3 separate regions of the Mus musculus genome follow, and regions 2 and 3 are each linked to region 1. A link is a contact called in public Hi-C data. All regions are on one chromosome and are shown on one strand. Each heading gives the region's core, a stretch centred on a gene start, on an enhancer-like site or on the middle of the called end of the contact. The rest is flanking DNA. Distances are from core to core; before and after follow the strand shown. Region 1 overlaps Slc7a11 (solute carrier family 7 (cationic amino acid transporter, y+ system), member 11). Region 2 has its middle 37 kb from the start of Gm40044. Region 3 has its middle 23 kb from the start of Gm35891.

Region 1 (3,346 bases), core at 473-2,972:
AATTTCTAGAGATTGCAAATAGGTCAACATCTTGTTGTTAAGAAATATAAAAATAAGCTGGATATAATGATGCATGCCTTTAATCCCAGCACTCAAGAGACCCAGATAGATGTATTTCTGTGTGCTTGAGTTGTGAGCTAAGTTCTAGAATACCCAGAGTTACATGATAAGAAGAGTTTGTCTCAAGAGCAAGAAGAAAGAAAGAAAGAAAGAAAGAAAGAAAGAAAGAAAGAAAGAAAGAAAGAAAGAAAGAAAGAAAGAAAGAAAGAAAGAAAGGAAGAAAGAAAGAAAGAACTCAATCAATCAATCAATCCTTGGTTCCCACAAGAAGTTTATTAGGTGAGGATAGAACACACAAACAGCAGGTGAATACCTGTAAATTTGTGAAAATCATGACAAAGGGCCCTGTTCTGTTTATTAGGCTAATCGGTGCAAATAGACAATATGGTCCTAATGGGCTATTGAAAACATCTTCAGTAGTGCAGGAGACTTGGTGAATGATCCTTTCCTGCTCATATTCATGCTTTTAAGAGAACAAAACACACAGAATACTGACTTAAAATCTTCCAGACCACTGAGATTTACCAGGAACTGTCTGTCTCCTGTGAGCACATTTAATAAAGAAAATAAATAGAATCAGGGATTCCTCATAACACAGCATGATCGATTTCCTCACAAGTGTTATTCTTGTTTCCTGGCACACACACAAATCATGAGCCCTGTCCTTAAGGTAATCTTACTGAGTTAGATTCCTGGATGTGGCCCTTGGTTTTATGGTCTAAGAAATTAGCTCATTTCCCCCATTTGACCACCTATACTGTAACTGTCTTCTGAAATTAACTCTGGCCACTGTAGTAGGGTTTCTTTTATCTCAGGTCTCCTCATAGTCCACTCCCCTTCCCAGAGTTTGCATCTTCTGCCAACTACATCGGGTATACTAGAGCTGAAAGGACAGGCAGAGTCTGCCACCATAGCATCCTTCACTAACAAGCAAGATGCTGAGAAAGGACAAAGAACAAAGATAGCTAAATTTAAAGCAAAATAATCCAGATGCAGAAATGGAATCTTGGCTGATGTGGTGGTCACATGTCTATAGTCACAGAGCTGGGCAGCAGCAGCACTGCAAGTTCAAGGTCATCCTGAGCTACATGCTAAGATCCTAGCCCAGAAAAACAAAAGGCAGAAAAACCTAGAATCTTCTCTGACCCATGTGGCTCTATGAGCACAGCACCACTTTGAAGCTCACTTTGTCTAGCAGGATCAATGGTCTACCAAGCTGTCTCCTGTCCTGTGGTCATACTGTTAGCTCTCTCTTTACCTACGTCCAACTTTCCCCGGAATATCCAATGGGTGATAGACGGTCTTTAAAGTATTTTGCTTGACATACCCACACTCTAACCTATGATTTGTATTTGATGCTAAAAGTCTAAGGGCTGCCTCCTCCTCTTCCTCCTCTAGCACCTACCCACTCCTCTGTGTGTGTGTGTCTGTGTCTGTTTATCTGTTTGTGGTTATGTCCATCTAATGTGGGTATGTTCATCTGTATTCAGGTCTCTGTGAAAGCTAGAAGGCATAGGATCCCTTGGAGGTGGTGGTATGTGTGCTTGTAATCCATCCAACATGGATACTGGGAACTGAACCTGAATCTTGAAACAGCAGCAAGCGGTCCTAACCACTAAGCCATCTTTCCAGCCTTAAGATTCATCTATTTCACCAGATTGTGACGACTTTCCTTTCTGTCTCCAAGAACACGAGTCATCTGCATGACCATTGACTTCTTCACATTTCCCCATCCAAAAGCAGAACTTGAATTTCCTAAAACTCAAAGCAAGGTTAGTTGCTAGCATGTCCTACAGTTCCAATGCTAAAATCTCAAGGTTGATATCAAACAAGATACTGGACAAGAGTCCTTTACATTTATTTTGGAAATTTACATGACTAACCAAATTCTCTGGCTTGGATAATTTTGAGTTATAAATATTCTTTATAAACAAACCATCTCCTCTCGTCTCATTTGCTTTTCCAGTAGCAGAGAGAATCAATAAATGGATCATTTTTCACTAATAAAGAAACACCTGCAGCCCTGTATTTACGAAGGGAGTGCAGGGACAAAGTGTTGATTCATCTTATTCTCTAAGTAGGTGGATCTCTATCTTAGGCCAGGGATAGGTGACTATGTTTCTTCTGCTGCATGCCATGTCACTGTGTCTCCCTAGCAGTGGAAGAAGTGTCAGTTAACTTCTCAAAGATGCTGTTTTATTATGACCAAACACGCAAAAGAAGGTTAAAGAAGTCCCCACCACTATAACTCCATTTAAACTGGTTGTCACAAGAAGAAAACCCACTGGACTTGAAATCAAGTTAATATTTCCAAGCACTGATTTCCATTCTCCAAAGACTTTCCTTGGCACCTGCCTGCCAGTCTCAATGACTGCTAGATCAGGTCCCAAAGCCTTCCAGTGGAAGCTTAGGCTTCCCACAGGCCAACATCTGCAATGTCCTACACAGGATGCATTACGCATCAGTCCCTGAAAGCAATCATTCTTCTACAGTTTCTGGATGCCCAGGCCCTGCGTCAGACACCTCCATCTCTCTGTTCTGCTTTCTACTTCCTCTTCTTCTATAGTAAAGTTCTATAGTTACTTCCTTAGTTCACACTGATGTCTTTTGTGATCAAGGGCTCACTTCTGCCTTTCCTCCCACAAGATTAACTGGTTTGTTAGAAAGACTCTGAGCTCTGGAGCTAGAAAATCATAGACTGTTGTCCTAATCTCTCTGGACAACTGCATAGCCATAAGAATGAAGGCATTCTACTTCTTTGAGCCTCAGCTTTCTCCTCTGCATGAGAAACATATCATACAATGAAACAAATCACCTGAGTTACTAACCCCTGTAGCCCATCTATGAGCCAGATTAAAATGCTGTTTGTATATTTACTAAAGAAATATTTTTAAAGCTGTGCATATATATATACATATATGTATATGTGTGTGAGAAAGAGAGAATATATGTGTATATATGTGTGTATATGAGTGTATGTGTAAGTGTGCAAATATATATTTCTATTTAATATATTTATATATGTATATAAAACAAGATTTTATATCTTTATATTATGTAAAAATTAACAAAATTTTAGCTTGCATTCTTGTAAACTGTACTAACTATCTTCTTTACTGGAAAAAGTAAGGATAAAATGTCTAAAATACATGGTAGAAGCCACTCAAACCAAGACTTGGTTTCGAGGATTTCATAAAATCATTTTCTGATAAGACAGTCAACCTAAAAACAGGTCAAATACAAACAGCCCACCTATTCAACCAGTACCATCAATCAACTGTATGAC
Region 2 (3,346 bases), core at 458-2,957, 780 kb after region 1:
AGGAGAAGTTCTCCACTACTGGAAAACTTAGGCCTTTCCTCAGGGTGAAAATTACTAAGACCTTATCTGTTCTGCTTCTGGGGGGGAAAAAACTTTCTAAACAGACACAAAGCACATAACACAGAGGCCACCTCTGCTTGCTGAAGTCAGGACTCGTCACTTAAAACCGCCCCTGTTCTAGATAGCGTAGTGACTTCAGGCTGAAAGGCTGGATTATATAATCTCACTGAGAGGCCACTGAGACGGGTCATCTGGTACAGCTGCTTGCCGCACCAGCGTGAAGCTCTGAGTGGGAACCCTGGCACCTCTGTAAAAGTGAAAGGGAAGAACCAATGCTCCCACCATGTAAAATAAATCTAAAAGGAAAAAAGAAAATGGCGAGCGTGAACGCAGAGCGAAGGGAGTGGCTAGACACTGCCGGTAAGGGTGTAAGCTACTCTAGTAATTGATAAGGATTTCCTTCCGAGTGACCCAGTTACCCACGTCACACACCACAGAGGCATTTGCACACCAGTGTTTACAGTCAGTCATTTGTATGCAAAACACATACAAAACCCTTTACTCAATCACTTTGTGAATAGGCAAGGATAAGTATTCAAGCAGGATGAAAGGGCTCCTCACCCTTGACCAGAGAAGAGTACAGGCCAGCTGGGTCAGATGGGCCACGGAAAAGATGAACTAGATTATTACGTAAGTTTCACTAAACTGTAATAATAAAAATACAGGGCTTTTTTTTCAGTGAACTGTCACTGGGTATACCAACCACACTCCAAGGAGTAGTTAGCCAAGACAAAACAAACGCAGTGTGGATTTTTTTGTTGTTGCTGTTGTTGGTTGGTTTATATATTATTCTCTTGTCTTACTGATCATTTGTTTAATCGTTTTTAATTTCTGTTTTGTGAAAATTTTCATTTGTTTTTGCTTTGGAAAAGAAAGCAAGCACATAAAGCCAGGTGGGGTGGGAAGCGGGGAGGACCTGAGAAGCGTGAGGGGAAGAAAAAGATGACCAAATACACTTTATAAACGTTCTTAAGGCCAGGCAGGGATCCCAGTACTGGCAGGCAGAGGCAGGTAGAGCTCTGAATTCGAGGCCAGGCTAGTCTACACAGCAAGGTTGGGACATCCAGGGCTGCACAGAGAAACATTGTCTTGAAAAACAACGGTTTTGTTTTGTTTTGTTTGATTTTTCTTTATTTAACATTTCAAATGTTATCCCCTTCCCTAGTTTCCCCTCCGAAAATCCCCTATCCCCTTCCCCCTCCCCATGATCCCCAACACACCCACTCCCATTCCTGGCCCTGGCATTCCTCTATACTGGGGCATAGAACCTTCACAGGACCATGGGCCTCTCCTCCCATTGATGACTGACTAGGCCATCCTCTGCTACATATATAGCTAGAGCCACAAGTTCCACCAGGTGTCTTCTTTGATTGGTGGTATAGTTCCAAGGAGCTCTGGGGGTACTGGTTAGTTCATATCGATGTTCCTCCTATGGGGCTTCAGTCCCCTTCAGCTCCCTGGGTATTTCTCTGGCACCTTCATTGGGGGCCTTGTGCTCCATCCAATGGATAACTGAGAGCATCCACTTCTGTATTTACCAGGAACTGGCAGAGCCTCGCAGGAGACAGCTATATCAGGCTCCTGTTAGCAGGCTCTTGTTGGCCTCTGCCTAGTGACTAAGTTTGGTGGTTGTTTATGGGGTGGATCCCCAAATAGAGCAGTCTCTGGATGGTGTTCCTGCAGGCTCTGCTCTGAACTTTGTAACTCCTTCCATGGGTGTTTTTGTTCCCCATTCTAAGAAGGAACAAAGTATCCACACTTTGGTCTTCCTTCTTCTTGATTTCATGTGTTTTGCAAATTGTATCTTGGGTATTCTAAGTTTCTGGGCTAATATCCACTTATCAGTGAGTGCACATCATGTGTGTTCTTTTGTGATTGGGTTCCCTCACTCAGGATGATACCCTCCAGATACATCCATTTGCCTAAGAATTTCATAAATCCATTGTTTTTAATTGCTGAGGAGTACTCCATTGTGTAAATGTACCACATTTTCTGTATCCATTCCTAGTCACTAGGCAGAGGCCAACAAGAGCCTGCTAACAGGAGCCTGATATAGCTGTCTCCTACGAGGCTCTGCCAGTTCCTGGCAGATATTGAGGGATATCTGGGTTCTTTCCAGTTTCTGGCTATTATAAATAGGGCTGCTATGAACATAGTGGAACATGTGTCCTTATTACCAGTTGGAACATCTTCTGGGTATATGCTAGGAGAGGTATTGCTGGATCCTCCGGTAGTACTATGTCTCATTTTCTGAGGAACCGCCAGACTGACTTCCAGAGTGGTTGTACAAGCTTGCAATCCCACCAACAATGGAGGAGTGTTCCTCTTTCTCCACATCCTCGCCAGCATCTGCTGTCACCTGAATTTTTGATCTTAGCCATTCTGACTGGTGTGAGGTGGACTCTCAGGGTTGGAAAAACAATGGTTTTAATTTAAAAGAAGATGAAATGTTAGGCTAGAAGAGAGCGGTTCTGTGAAGTGAGCTTTCTAAGTATCCTGGTAAATGCACTGTTACCATGAGAGCCATTCCAGGGCTTTGCAGACCATGTAAGACAATGCCTTCATTCTTTCAGGCCATGTCACCCAAGCAAAAACCAGACCTAATCCAGGTGTAACCATATTCAAAACTCTGGGAATTCTGAGAGGTTGCTAAATATATGCTAAAGACTGTCAAGGATGGACTTAGTCCTGGGAAGTGAAAAAAGCACACTGACCAATCAGAAGCCAGTCAGTGTCACTAACCCTAACACACTGCAACGGTCAGGATCTAACCAGACAGGCAGAACCTGGGCTGAACGAGATCTATTGCAAGGACTTAGCTTACATAACTGTGGATCAGCTAAGCAAGTTCAAAATCCATAGGGCAGATGGCAAGCTGGAAGCCGCAGACGTCACGGAAAACCTGGTTCTGCTTTTACGGCAGATTAACTCCGTGTCACCCAGAAGAACAGTGACCGTACATCCCCTTCCTCCAAAATCCACGGATCGTACAAGCCCTTGAGAGTTACAAGTCACCTCACAGCAACACCTGAATTGGTGCTGGACGGAGGAGAAGTCCAGTTGGCCATCAAGAAATTATTAACATTTACTAATATTGTTTAGTGTGCTAACCAGAAGATGGCAAAGATGAAAACTGAGTACCTTTGACCTAGTTTATTCAGCAAGGCACAGAAAAGAAGGCCTACAGGGGTGGGGTCAGGGCTGGAGAAGCTTTGGGCAGCTTGGGTCAGGTGCCCACCTGTGCTGGTCACCTCAGTCACTTCCAATGTCCAATCATATCAGCAGT
Region 3 (3,346 bases), core at 337-2,836, 750 kb after region 1:
ACCCTTCACTCGTGCCGCCTGCCATGCTTTTTAAAGGACTCCTTCCTAAGTGCACAGAGAGCTCCTGAGCCAGCCTGCTGTCCTCATCATCAGCCAAGCATCCAGCTCCTTGATGGGAAAGCTCCACTCATGCATGGTGGCTCCAGGCAAATTCTCCCCGCTCTGGCCTTAAAAAAGGACATGCAGAGTTCCACAAAACAAATGAACCATGCGAGAAAGCTTTAGGCCACTTGGCCTTCAGCTAAGGCTCTCAAACTGAGGGAGGCCTCTGTGGATACTGCACATACCACCAAAACTTGAGCTGTGACTCTGTGTGCTTGTGTGGAGCCCGTGAGGTGGCCAGGGGACAATGTCATCCCTCAAACATTCCTTGCTTTGTTTTTTGTTTGTTTGTTTGTTTGTTTTTGATTTGTTGGGAGTAGGGGGGTTGTTCGTGTGTGTGTGTGTGTGTGTGTGTGTGTGTGTGTGTGTGTGTTGCTGTTGTTGTTGCTGCTGTTGTTGTTGTCATCGTTTTGAAACAAGGTCTCACTATGTGGCCCTAACTGATCTGAAACTTGTTATATAAGCCAGGCCTGTCTCCAACTCGTAGATCGGCCTGCCTCTGTCTACTGTATGTTGGTTGGGACTAAAGGTGTGCCCCACCATGTCCAGCCTCTCCTAGGGGTTGGATAAACAGGAAAGACATTCTATCCTGCTCTGGGTACTTCCATGCTGGACTATGTTACTAGATCTTGACATCTCATGAACTCCTGAGTCTCCTACACACCTTGGGGATCAACAGGAAGCAGGGCGCTGTTTCTTGGTTCCTCTATCCTTGTCAACCTTGTGGCATGACCATCTTCCTTTGCTCCCTTAAAAATTGGGGTGACAACTTCATTGTGGTGGAAAGAGCCAGATCAGCACAAATGCTGCCAGAAGAAGTAAGGAGAAATAAAAAATGCCCCTCCCTTTATATAATCTTTTATTTAATAATTTGCTGTCTTCTGGGTTGAGTGACATCCAGTATATTTTTCAGACTTTTTTTTAAGATATTTCCTGATGAAGCATGAAAAACAAAAGGGTTTAGGGAGTCAGACAAACTTGGTTTAACTTCTTGCCTGCTCATTTACTGTGTGATTCTGGAAGATTCTCTTTGTCTCTTCCCACATCTTATCCACTGTAAAACAGGAAACACAAGAGCAGACCACAGCTCTGTGACATCAGAGTGACTGACTGCCAGGACTTATCAAGAGGCTGGAACCTGGCCTGGTGCACTGTGAACGCTCGGTTAATGTTAACAGTGAAATAGGAAAGCAGTCTCTCTCCACTGACGCGTGGCCTCTGTCTCCATCCTGCAAAGTATGAACAGTGACACCCTCTCCATTAGTCACTCCTCTTATGACTGTGACCAAATACCTGAGGAGAGCAAGTGAAGGATTTCTTTTGACTTGGAATTTGAAGGGATACAGTCCATCTTGGCAAAGAAGACATGATGGCAAGAGTGAGGGGCTGGACATGGAGATAAGTAGGCAGAGCGTGGAGGCAGGCACTCAGCCCTTCTCAGGTTTTGTGGTTTTTTGTTTGTTTGTTTGTTTGTTTAATACTGAAGACATATCAGGAGCTGTGTCTCCTAGGTGTTGCTAGATACAGCCAAGCTGACGGTGAAGATTAAACAGAATGTGGCCATACAAAATTGCAGTGTCAGACATGCGGTCACAGGGACTCGATTAGAATTCTTGATCTTCAAATAACAAACCCCAGTGATCCAATCAGCGCACGCACACACACACACACACACACACACACACACACACTTCCTCGATGAAGGGCTCCGATTGACTTAGCAGAATGCCACCGTGGCTTGAGCCCCCTGATTCTGGTCATACATCACACCTCAAAGACCTCTTTCTGAGTCTTTAAATAGTATCTATATCCTATCTACTTTGTGCTGCGTAAAAACAGCTAACAGCCTTAGGGCAACAGAGCTTCTGCTGTTGACACTCTGTGTTTTATAGTTTTTCCCTCCTCTCCCTTTTAAGCTTGCTGTAGTTCAATACACTCTATATAGGACCAAAAAAAAAAAAAATTGAGTTGTGATTGGAATGCCTGGGATCTCCCCACGCCTAAAATTAAAATAATACACTTGGGTCCAGAGAATAAATGGGTATTGATTCCATATTAGCTATCAAGGGTGCTCCCTTTCCCCCACAACCAGAAATCATCAGAGGGTCCTCCTGGCTGACCTAAGCAGCTCTCGTGCTGCCTTCCGAAGCCCAGCTACAGCCCTGAAGTGAGATCCTCCCAGTGTCACACTCGAAGGAGACGAGAAAGGTTCTGGTTATCTCTCTAACCTGCAACCTCACCCATCAGTTTAAGTCATGCACTGATTCATTCGTTCATCAGCTACTACAGCCCTATGTGTTACTCTGATAGACAATCCTCAGATACCGGGCCAAAGAAGCCAAAGAGTGCCCCAAGTCTCTAAATGCAAATATGTGTTCACTAAAAAGGCATGAGGCCTAGAGCCAGCATGTATGGGGCTTGCTAGGCAAGGCTAGAGATCTGAATTCAAGCCCCTGGACCTACATGAAGGTAGAAGGAGAGAACTAACTCCACAAAGGTGTCCTCTGACCTCCAAATGAACTTCGTGGAATATGTGCTCACACACATACACCATGCACATGCATACACACACACATACTATGCACCCACACACATACACACACGCAGCATGAACACATACCATGTACTCACACACATACATACACATATACCATGCACACACATACATACACAATGCACACACATATACACGTACACCATGAACACATACCATGTACTCACACACATACATACACACACATACCATGCACACACATACATTATGTACAACCACACACACCGTGCACACAGACACACCATACACACAGACACACAATGTACACACACCAAGCACGCACACACATACACCATGCACACAGACACACCATGCATACACACACCATGCACTCACACAAAACCACACCATGTATGCACACATACACTCACTCATATGCATACACACACACACACAATAATAACACATTTTAAAAAAACAATATAAAATGTAATTTTTAAAAGGCATAAGACCTAAAACCAAGAGAAAGAAGAAAGGAGGGAGTCAGGATGGAGAGGCAGGGAGGAAAACATCAGCTCTGCTTGCTCAGCATCCAGGTCTCTAACTGAAAGGGAAGAACCCTGCCAGCCCTAGGATCCCTGTAGGACTCCAGCCCAGCAAGCGTGGACCTATTCTAATCGGACATCTCTCACAGAGGGAAAAGGACTCCCACTAAGTGACATCTTCCCAGGTGGGTTTTTTTGAAGTCTC

The links. A called contact is a pair of places that touch in the nucleus more often than the background predicts.
Region 2: a contact with region 1 is called in a Hi-C map of bone marrow-derived macrophages, with 12 read pairs. The contact joins two enhancer-like sites.
Region 3: a Hi-C map of bone marrow-derived macrophages shows a contact between it and region 1, with 12 read pairs. The contact joins two enhancer-like sites. A contact is called at or near these places in 1 of 484 Hi-C or Micro-C datasets (bone marrow-derived macrophages), 1 of 115 datasets of contacts at active chromatin or transcription factors (bone marrow-derived dendritic cells) and 1 of 9 other capture datasets (embryonic stem cells).

What each region holds. Positions count from the first base shown.
Region 1 is chr3:50,404,374-50,407,719 of GRCm38.p6, forward strand. The region is part of intron 6 of Slc7a11 (solute carrier family 7 (cationic amino acid transporter, y+ system), member 11); the gene reads right to left. Among named protein-coding and RNA genes, the nearest start is that of Slc7a11, 38 kb to the right of the region's middle. Within about 2 kb of position 1,723, at least 57 of the 459 cell types and tissues checked have an H3K27ac peak or open chromatin away from gene starts, as enhancers often do. A contact at or near this core is called in bone marrow-derived macrophages, where this site is marked.
Region 2 is chr3:51,182,029-51,185,374 of GRCm38.p6, forward strand. No RefSeq gene overlaps it. Among named protein-coding and RNA genes, the nearest start is that of Gm40044, 37 kb to the right of the region's middle. Within about 2 kb of position 1,708, at least 17 of the 459 cell types and tissues checked have an H3K27ac peak or open chromatin away from gene starts, as enhancers often do. A contact at or near this core is called in bone marrow-derived macrophages, where this site is marked.
Region 3 is chr3:51,150,080-51,153,425 of GRCm38.p6, forward strand. No RefSeq gene overlaps it. Among named protein-coding and RNA genes, the nearest start is that of Gm35891, 23 kb to the left of the region's middle. Within about 2 kb of position 1,587, at least 23 of the 459 cell types and tissues checked have an H3K27ac peak or open chromatin away from gene starts, as enhancers often do. A contact at or near this core is called in bone marrow-derived macrophages, where this site is marked.